Regions from separate parts of the Mus musculus genome. Here region 2 is linked to region 1. Evidence: chromatin contacts called from public promoter capture Hi-C data. All regions are on one chromosome and are shown on one strand. The core of a region is the stretch at or near the end of the contact, and the rest is flanking DNA. Distances in the headings are between cores, read along the strand shown.

Evidence for each region. Promoter capture Hi-C pulls out the DNA fragments that hold promoters and counts their contacts.
Region 2: a contact with region 1 is called in a promoter capture Hi-C map of hippocampal neurons, with 4 times the contacts expected there. The contact joins the promoter of Pgpep1l here to the enhancer-like site in region 1. A contact is called at or near these places in 11 of 39 promoter capture datasets (the 3T3-L1 cell line, 3T3-L1-derived adipocytes, the HPC-7 cell line and 6 more), 2 of 484 Hi-C or Micro-C datasets (both in liver) and 3 of 9 other capture datasets (adipose tissue, liver and pancreatic islet).

Annotation. Positions count from the first base shown.
Region 1 is chr7:67,669,565-67,674,615 of GRCm38.p6, forward strand. It overlaps Ttc23 (tetratricopeptide repeat domain 23), which reads left to right. Exons shown (of 11, transcript NM_001168475.1): 4 at 134-284; 5 at 488-613. Among named protein-coding and RNA genes, the nearest start is that of Ttc23, 25 kb to the left of the region's middle. Within about 2 kb of position 3,232, at least 55 of the 459 cell types and tissues checked have an H3K27ac peak or open chromatin away from gene starts, as enhancers often do. A contact at or near this core is called in adipose tissue and hippocampal neurons, where this site is marked.
Region 2 is chr7:68,261,609-68,266,659 of GRCm38.p6, forward strand. Pgpep1l (pyroglutamyl-peptidase I-like) reads right to left here and starts at 2,625. Exons shown (of 4, transcript NM_030101.1): 1 at 2,536-2,625. It overlaps Gm16157 (predicted gene 16157), which reads right to left. Exons shown (of 4, transcript NR_040340.1): 4 at 4,731-5,051.

The DNA of each region.
Region 1 (5,051 bases), core at 1,982-4,481:
TACGTCCCAGATCTGTGTCTGTGTGTGTTATGGGACAGCATATGTTACATGCCAGGCTTCCCAGGCACGGAGGCTCGCCTTCCTGCCAGCGGCGATGAAAGAGAAACTGACCCTTCTGTTCCTCTGTCCATAGGGTTGTCACTACAAGCAAAGCAGCATGCAGAGAAAGCCAAGGAGATCCTGGCCAACTCCATCGAGAGTCCCTGTCACAACAAAACAGATATCTTCAAGTGTTCCCTGGAGCTTTTCTATACCCTGGGGAGAGCGCTGCTCTCCCTTCAAAAGTATCCTTTCCCTCTAGTCACAAGCAGAATGCACTGACCCTGTGAGTCTTAGAGTTAATTCTCAAAGCCAAGCAAAACGTTGCTAGGTGATTCAGGAATCATAAGGAAGTATTGTATGAGGAAGAAGAAGAAGAAAAAAAAAAATCCAGGATATGGTGTCCCACAACCTAGAATAGGCAAGACTTTTCCTGAACCTATTTCAGATTTAAAGACGCCTCAGAGAACTTGATAAAAGCAGAGAGACTTTCCAAGGAGATGCTGCAATGTGGGAACATTGTAAAGGAAGAGTGGATAGAAATCCAGTCTCGAATCAAGCTGTCGTTTGCACAGTAAGTCTCTGGTTTAAAACTTGTATGCATGGTGACTGGAGGCTCCTAGGCTGTGTCTATTGGCTTCTCCCAAGGCCACTGTCCAATAAGGAAGAGCACCACTGTCATATCAGAGCAGCCCCAGCCAAGACAGACGCAGTGACTCTTGTCGCTTGATGTGGAGTACACTCATATCCCTGCCATCCACCCCTCACCGCCATAGCCTCAGAGACCCTTACATCATCCCCCTGACTTACGTCATTCCTGCCTGCTCTGTCCATCCCCACTGCCTCTCACCCTTCTCTTCCCCTCTCCTCCCCTTCCACCGCATCATCGCCATCCATCCCAGGAAGCTTTGCTGACACAGAGGAGAGTTTTTCTGAGGTTCCACCCCTGGGATGGGACACCTAGGTTACAGGAGAGCAGCACACTGCACGTTCCCCATTGCTGCACACAGCTCTGCCTCTCGCAGGATGGATGGGGTCCTATCTTGTTACAGCCAACAGTGTTTGGCACTGTAACTCTTTTCTAATTAGCTGCCCTGAATTAAGTACCCAATTATTTTTAAATTCCATTTACTTTCCTTATCAAATTAATTGAATACTGCTGCATACTTGTGAGCCATTTGGGATTCTCCTTCTACAAATAGGGTGTTAAGTTCTATCTTATTCTTCTTTTGGACTTCTCTGTGCTTTTCCTACTAATAATTGAGATTTTCTTATGTGTTCTGCATGTGAATTATGTCACTTATATTTTCTTTTATCTATTGCCCTTAATTTTGTCTATGGTATTCTTCATAACCTAGGAATTCTTCATTTTACCAGAGTCATAGTCATTCATTTCTTTCCCTTTTGATTTATACCTTGGGATTTTGTCTAGCACCCAAATATCAATGAGTCTCCATAGCTTCCCTCTACCTCCTATGTTTTAAGATTAAAGAAAGAGTGTGTATATGTGTGAGTTTGTGCACATGAGTGCAGTACCTAGAGAGGCCAGAAGGGGGTGTCAGTCCCTGGCTCTGGAGTTAAGGTGATTGTGATCCACCTGGTGTGGGGTCCTCTGCAGGAGCAGCACCTGCTGTTGAACAGTGCAGCACCTTCCACCTCTGCCTCAAGTGTTCACCACCTTGTCACTGACTGCATTGAGTGTTTCATAGCTTAGCTCAGAAACGCCACTTTGGTCCAGAGCCAATAGAAATGAGGGGGTTTCATCTACGGATGTGTGTGATTTTTTTTTTTTTCCAAGCTGTTCCAGCTGTGGCATCGTGGGTGGAAGCACATCTGCCCAAGTGCCTGTGAAATAGATGTGTCTTCTTTAGTGAGCCGTCCCACTCTCAGCCTTTATGAATATTCCCCAGGGACACAGAAGAAACTGTGTTCTTTATTTTGTGTGTTTAATGACCTAATGAGTCTGTATTATGTTGAAATTATTAATTTCTGATATTTACATGTACATCTTAAGTTTTTCTTTTATTTCTTTTTTGTTCTTTGTTTTTTGAGACAGGGTTTCTCTGTGTAGCATTGGCTATCCTGGAACTCACTCTGTTGACCAGGCTGGCCTCAGACTCAGAGATCCACCTGCCTCTGCCTCCTGAGTGGTGGGGTTAAAAACATGGACCACCATGTCAGACACATCTCTAAATTTTTGTCAAGTTGCTATATTAGTGTTTAGATGAATGTATTTAGACCCCCAAGTACAATCAGTGTTCTGTCTATGAGTAGTTTTTCCATCTTAATGTATATTTTGAGGTTGTTTTGCTAGAGGTACTGGGGGAGAGCCCGAAACAACATTCCCCCATACTCTTCCATTCTTGTAATTACGGTACATTTTTTTTTTTTGTCTCTGTCCAAATTTTGTTTGTGTTGCTGTGATGACATTTACCCTGACCAATAGCAAGGGCTTACAATCCATCACACAGACCGTTAGTGTGGAAGTCAAAGCAAAAACTCAAAATGTCACATCCACAGTCAAGAGCAGAAAGACACCAGATGCCTGAACACTCTGAGAGGTGCAGTTTCATCAGTCATCAGGGAAGTGGGAGCTAAAATAGTAAGGTATGACACAGTCCCACTAAAGGGCCTAAACCTTTCAAAAGACCAATGGTGCCAAACGTTGGCAAGGATGTGGCACACAGAGATGCCTTCTTCGTAGCTGATTGGGTGTATTTGATGGGATTCTTTAGAAAACCATTTAGCATCATCTCCTAAGTATGAACATCTTCATACCCTTTGACCCAACAGTATCATTGTAATATATGCTTGGCGGGAATCTCTGCCTGTTTGTTCATCAGAACACACATCCGAGTGTGCTCCCAGCTTCCTTATTCAATAGCCAAGAGCTAAGAACAGCCCAGATATCTTCAGAGGGAGGCTAAAAATCTGTGATCTGTTCAAATAAAAGGATGATTGTCAAGCTGTGTGTTACATAACCTCATGTCTGACTCTCACAAACACAGAATTCAGTTGAAGAAGCCAGACAAATGGAAGGGGAACAGCCATTCTTTGGTGTTGGGGAGGGCTAACCCACTCGGAACCTTTTCCTGCTCAGAATAAGCTGCTTTTCTATCTCACTGCGCAGGAGGCATACAGATCTGCTTGCATCTGTTGACACCTGACCAATGTGTCAGTTCTTAGTGTTGAGCTCTGTTGCTACAAAACACTCACGTATCCTGTGCCAGAATCTGGCGCCGCCTTCACAGTGCTTGCCACATCGCAATACCAAGCTTCGACAGCAGGGGGCGAACACTGTCCACATCTGTGTCAGATAAGCGGCAAGAATTTGAAGTTCCAGTTAACCTCTGTGGAAATACTTTGGGGCATAATAGAGTTATTTCCAATGTTGCCACGTACTTCCATTCTGATTCTTCCCCCTGACATTTTATATAGAACTCACAGTTTTAAGATGCATGCTTTTCATTACATCTCTTTGCTTTGTGTTTTTGTGGAAACAGGAATATTTTATCCAAACTGGCTCACTTTACAAAGAAATAAGGCTTTGGTTTTGAACGGCGTGGCGTTTTCTTTCCTTCGTGAGTCTTGGGGATGGAAGGCCAGGCAAAGGTCTCAGGCAGCCTTTGAATTTCTGCCCCTCTTAAAAGGACATCTTTTAGTGTGTCCTCTCCTCCTGCTTCTCCTTTTATGGTGCCCACCAGGCTGGCCTGACACACATAGCGAGGGCTGCGAAATGACTCGGGCTCAGGCTTCCACTGCTGCAGGAGGCCTGGACATTCTCCCCCACGCCCCACGCCTCCGTCCCCTTGTCCCATCCCCTCCTCTGTCATAGCACCACGGAATTCACTAACGACTTACTAACCTACCTGAGTGTCAAAGTGTTCCTGAGTTGTCTCTGTTAAATTGTCACCAGCAAAGCCAGGAAAACTTCCCCCCTTCCTCATTCTTGTGTTCTATCCTGGGAACTTGCACGTAGATCCAGAGATGACTAGTTACATAGGTGCATGTTCATGCATGTGCACACACACACATGCATGCACGATAACAAGGTGCCATGGCCGATGGTGATGTACTGATGGTCTGTTGCTGCTCCACAGTATGTGATCTGTCCCCAGCTTTCTCTGTGACCATGTGACATCATGTTTGGAGTCTTCCCCAGCTTGCCCCACAAGCACCTGGCCTCGCCCAGCTGTGCTGAACTAGCCCAGGAATGAGCAAACGCTCTTTTTTTTTTCCCCTGGAGCATCAAGAGGACGGCCTGCCAAGTGTTTCCAAGCATCGTGACATGGTGTGATGAACACTGTGGGCTGTGAGTCAGCTCCCTGGGTTCAAGTAGGGGTTCATTCAGACCACCCCACAGGGAGAGTGGGGGCAAAATCCCTGCTTCCTGTAGTTCACTCTCCTCTCTAGCCAGCATATGAAGGATAGGACCTTAGCACAGCTCTGAGGGTTAAATGAACGCCAGGTTCAAGCTTCTTATGAGTGGGGTGGGGAGGGGAGGGGAGGGGAGCGGAGGGGAGGGGAGGGGAGGGGAGGATAAAAGCCACATTAGCTGCCCATCACTGATCACCGTCCATGGCAGGCTCCTGAATACACTGTTCATCCTTACCGCAGGTGTATACCCTTATATTCCCATTGGCGAATAGAGGAGCTAAGGCTGAAGAACACCAAGAGGAAGTAACTAGCCAGACAGAGCCTGCACCAGAGCCTGCACATTCATTCATTCATTCATTCATATTCTCTTTCTCCCCTCCCTCTCTCTACCTCTCTCCCTCCCCCTCCCTACTTTCCCCTTCTTTCTTTCTTTTTCCTCCTCCTACTTCTCCTCCTCTTCCTCTTCCTCCTCCTCCTCCTCCTCCATCACCATCATCTTTTCTGGCACACTCATTTGCTGGTTACAGGTATTTCACACTCCACAGCTCACCCTTTCCACGGACTTTATGCTATCCTTGGGCCCAGCAGCTCGGTATTGTTTTATTGTTACTTGTGTGAGTGGCTGGGAGTCAAAC
Region 2 (5,051 bases), core at 1,375-3,874, 590 kb after region 1:
TCCTTTATCCTTTGTCGTTTGTTTGTTTTCTGGATATTTTATTACAGCCAAATGAGTCTGAAAAGGACACCACGTGTTAAAATGGGGGAAGAAAGTGCGGAAGAAGCTAAGGTGGGAGTAGCAGGGGAAGGCGTTTTGAGGTGGAGGCAATTCCAGGAAGCCTTGCACTGGTCTAAATTGTATAGAGCGGTCTGTGTGCACGTGCACACATACTCATTCCTCAACCCCTCCATCCCGTTCTCCTTCCCTTCCTTCTCCCCCTCTCTCTGCTTCTCTCTTTCTTAATTGTACTGATGTTAGTACATTGGATTGGACATTGAAGATGTCAGCATCAGGCAACCCTAGTGAGATTTGCAAGGAGTTCTCTTTCTTTACAATTTCTTCTTGATCTATATTTCTAAAATGAAAAATGTGTGGCCTCCTCCTGGGGGAGGCTAGCATGTCAGACTGAGAGGAGGGGAGCCTCATCTCAGCTTGGGCTGCAGGTAGGGTTGAGCATCGTCCTGATCAGTTTTATCTGGAGTATGACTGAGGGTTTGAGTCCCTCACCTGACTCTCAGCGCATACTTCTCAGTTGCCACACTTTCCAGTCTGTAAAAGATCAGGATGCTACATCAAGTCGCTGGACCCCAGGGCCTCTAGAGTAGGTAGCAGCACTGGAGAGGGGATCCAGCTGTGCCTGGCAACTGCTGAGTGTATTGGTCGTGGCCCATCATCAGGATTGGTTCCTAGGGAGAAAAACTTCAGGGGACAGAAAGCTTTTCAACAGAATGGCCCACCATCTCAGGACTACCATCTGGCTTTGACTGATAGGATACACAGTCTTGCAGCTGCTGTGGGAACCTGCAGCTCTAAAGAACGGCTTAGAAAATGTTGAGATTAAGTAGAAAGACCGAGAAGCCAGCTTCCTCTAGGATCATTAAAAACCCATCAACACACATTTCACACACTTTAGAACCACATTCAGCTTTGAGGAAACTACATCCTTGTTTGTTTTAAATTAGGAAAGACAACTCCGGGAGCAAGGTTAGAAGGTCTTGTTTTGCTGGGCTAAGCCTCATTCCCCATCAAGACTGCCTTGGAATAGAGTTGGGTAGTCAGCCAGAAAATGTGGTAGAATCATCGAACCCTGGGGAGGACTGCAGGTTCGCCTGGTCTCTCATTTTACTGTTGGTCCCAGCCAACACCTTAATCTAAAGGCTGTTTGTTAGAATCCTTGCATTTCACCATCTGTCTACATACCAGTTGTCAAGACAAGATTTACACAACTAGGGGCTCCAATAAAATGAAGAGTCTGTCCTCCGGCAAACTCAAAACATTACTAATAAAGGCAGGCCACACTCTGGGATCCAGTGGGCATTTCCCAATGGCGCCTGACTCCCAGCAACTGCTGGCTGATGAGAGAAATGTAGGGAAAGACGTGAGTCCAAGAGGGGGCAGCACATTTCCATGCCCATATTTCATTTGAGACAGGCACTGCTTTTACCAAGAGTATGGTTTCCTGAGGACGTCAAATGTAATTTGAGCCATTCCATCTCTGGACCCGAAATAAAAAAAAAAAAAAAAAAAACAAATCAGAAGTGCAAGGGAATAAGAGTGTCTCAAAAGAATGCTCTTTTCTTTTCTTTTTTTTTTTTTTCCTTCCTCCTTTTGGAAGGCTGATAGTATGAATCACTGTCCGAAAGTATTTATCAAAGAAGCTTTCAATTAGGACAGGTGACAGGAATCCTTTGTTTCCCTTTATCGAATACAAGTTGGAAAACTTGAAATGTGCCAAATGTGTCTAACTAAAAATAAATAAAGCGCTTTGGTGTCTGACTAAAAATAAGAGCATCGTGAGGAAAGAGTAAGCCCATAGGGACCAGCTGTGACAATGACAGGTGCCTGTGGCTGGGGTGACTTCAGATGTGCGGCTGAGATGGAGGACAGAGCAGCCACCATTCCTTCCAGGCTGACCTTTTGGGGTTCAGAGGCATCAACCAGTGTGTGTGTGTGTGTGTGTGTGTGTGTGTGTGTGTGTTCAGTGGCATCCACAACCAGTGTGTGTGTTGGTTATTTCAGTGTTTCCATAGTAGCAAAAGCACCATGGGGGTTGGCGACTGCAGTCTCCATCAAGGCCTGGTCCTTTAAAAAGGATGGTATGAGGCCCTGTGATGGTTAATTCTGTCTAAATCTGCAATTCGATGGTCTCCACTGGGTCCTAGGCTTAGGGACAGCAGGTGGTAGCCTGGGCTCCTCCCCAAGGGGCTGAAGGACAAACAAGGTCTGAGAGAACCTAAGCCACAAGTGGGCACCTCCGTGCATGGCACTCAAGTTATTTGTGGCGAAGGGGCTCAGAGGCAGGAAAGCCTGTGTTTTTTTTTAATAGGGCTGAGCAGGAAGTCAGCTTCCATCTGGAATTCCTACCAACACCAGTTGCCACCCGTGTTCCCCTGGGAGAGCTGTTTACAAGCAGAGTCGAGCAAGTGCGCATTCCAGGCCCCAGCAGAAAGCAGCCAAAACCAAAACCCGGAACGCAGGGAAACTTGGGCTTACCGGTCACCACCACGCAGCGGGACTGCGAATCCATGAGACCCGGCTGCGCTAGGCTGGTCCAGCCGAGATCCAGGATGGAAAAGACCACGTGGGGAGTGTGGAAAGGCCACGCCCCTCGGGAGCAGAACTGGCGGCCTTTGGACACTCGAGGGTCATAGCGCCGCCAGAACTAATATGGACTCAGCTTAGTTGGTTCCGTAGGATACATGACATCATGGTGCTCGACCCTATAGCAACCAACTGTCCCAAGACTGTGGGGTTACTAGGACCCACCACTGAAATCGCTCAAGCTAGGACCGCGCGGGTCACCCTCTCTGTTTTTTGCACCTATCTTCTTGATTACCTTGATTTTTTTTTCCTTTTTCCTTTTTTTTTTTTTTTCTCGGTAGAACCCCCTGCTGCCTGGAGTATTGCCCTGTGTTTGGAAAGTGTGACTTGGCTTATGATTGTTCTTGAATTCTGCAAAGCGTTTAAACAAGCAACCAAACTCGCAGCAAACACTCACTGGAAGCTGACTGTAGGCGGTGCTTGCAAGCACCTGCTGCCTAGACCCAGTGGGTCCACCGTCAAATTTCTGTTTTCTTGTTCTGCGGAGTGGGGCTCACCCCCGCCCGCTTAGACGGAGCATACTGCCTCCCACGCATGTCCCCAGCTGCATCTGCCTGGAGCGACAGGGTCTCACCAGCTGGCTGATGTCTGCTGGCTTCAGACTGGCTCATCCTGTCTGCGAAGTGCTTCCTACTGCGTTCCCTGGCAAAAAAATGCCATCCGATGTCACCCACGGTCTTGGCATTTCTCTGAGTTAGTTGAGCTCTTAAAATCTGTCAGAGAAACAATGACGGGAAACCTTACTTTTGGGACAGTTCACCTATTGATGCAGCCTGCTGGCTTTTCAAAAATACTTAAGTTTTGTTTTTGTTTTTTTGTTTGTTGTTGATATATATATATATATATATATATATATATAAAACAACAACAACTCTCTCTCTCTTATGAGAGAGAGAGAGAGAGAGAGAGAGAGAGAGAGAGAGAGAGAGAGAGAGAGAGAGAGAGAGAGAGAGAAATAAAACTCGGGGCTGGAGAGATGGCTCAGCGGTTAAGAGCACTGACTGCTCTTCCAAAGATCCTGAGTTCAAATCCCAGCAACCACATGGTGGCTCAAAACCATCTGTAATGAGATCTGAAGCCCTCTTCTGGAGTGTCTGAAGACAGCTATAGTGTACTTATACGTAATAATAAATAAATAAATCTTTAGAGAGAGAGAGAGAGAGAGAGAAATAAAACATACTTCTCTCTCCCCATCCGGGTGAGGCAGGGAAGCAGCCACGGGTGATCTGATGAGCCCCAGTAGTTGTTAACTACTTAATTGGCCGCGTGAGACATTCCCTTTAATTGGCCCTGGAGGTGGGGTCCTGGCTTCTTTTGTTTTGAGAAAGCCAGCTCTATCCCTCCCTGCCACCCACGCATCCACCCCGCCCCCCAGGCTGAGACCCGACTAGATTCTAGAGGAACTCAGGGGCTTTGTACTGGACCTGGTTGCAGGTGGGGTGGGAAAGAGGGGGTGTCTTGGTCCTAGTTTCTCACATTCCTGTGGGCATTTGTAGACATTTGTCCAACACCCTATCCTGAGCTGTCCCTCCCTGCTTGGTGGCCTTTTCACATTTCTGTTAGGAGGGATTTGCTCCTTCCCTGCCACAGTTAAAGCAGATGACAGACGCAATGTCCCTGTTTGCAAAGGTGGTGGCTGGTGGTGCTGAGGCTTACCAGTGCTCAGGAGGCAGAGGCAGGCAGATCTTTGAGAGTTCGAGGCCAGCCCTTGTCTACAGAGAAAGTTCCAGGGTAGTCAGGGCTACACAGAGAAACCCTGTCTCAAAAAAGATGAACAAATGCCACAATATCATGCGACCCTGTTTACGAATGTTTACTACTATGCTGAGAGAAAGCAGTCCCTTAAGGGCAGTTACCAGTTGTGTCAGTTGTGAACAATACCACTCTATACTCTCTTGACAATGGAGCTATAATCTCTTGCAGCTGTTATTATTATTATCATTATTATTATCATTTAGAACAGGTTGTGTGTGGCACAAGCTAGCCCCGAACACTTGGGCTTTTGCGATACTTCTGTTCCACCTCTCACAGACAATCTGGGATCATGGGTATGTGCTGCCCTGCCGGGAGGGTGTTATTTTTTATTTGGTTGTTCCGTTTGCTTGTATTTGGATTTGACTCAGGTCGTTTTTATTTCCTGGCATGCATCGAGGATTTTCGACTTTCCCATTCATTTTTCTTCTGCCCTAATCTTTTCTCTAACTTTGTAATGAAGTTTTTAAAAAGTCTCTAACCGATATAAAATGTTTTTTGTTAGTCACAACGATGCATCAACTACTGCATTCGTCCTGACCTGCAAACAAACAAACAACAGAAAGCCCACCCTCTTTCCCTAAGAAAACGGCTCAGAGAGGCATGGATTTTCTGGTCTGGGATCTGCTCTTTTCATTTCTTTCTTCCACTGTAAA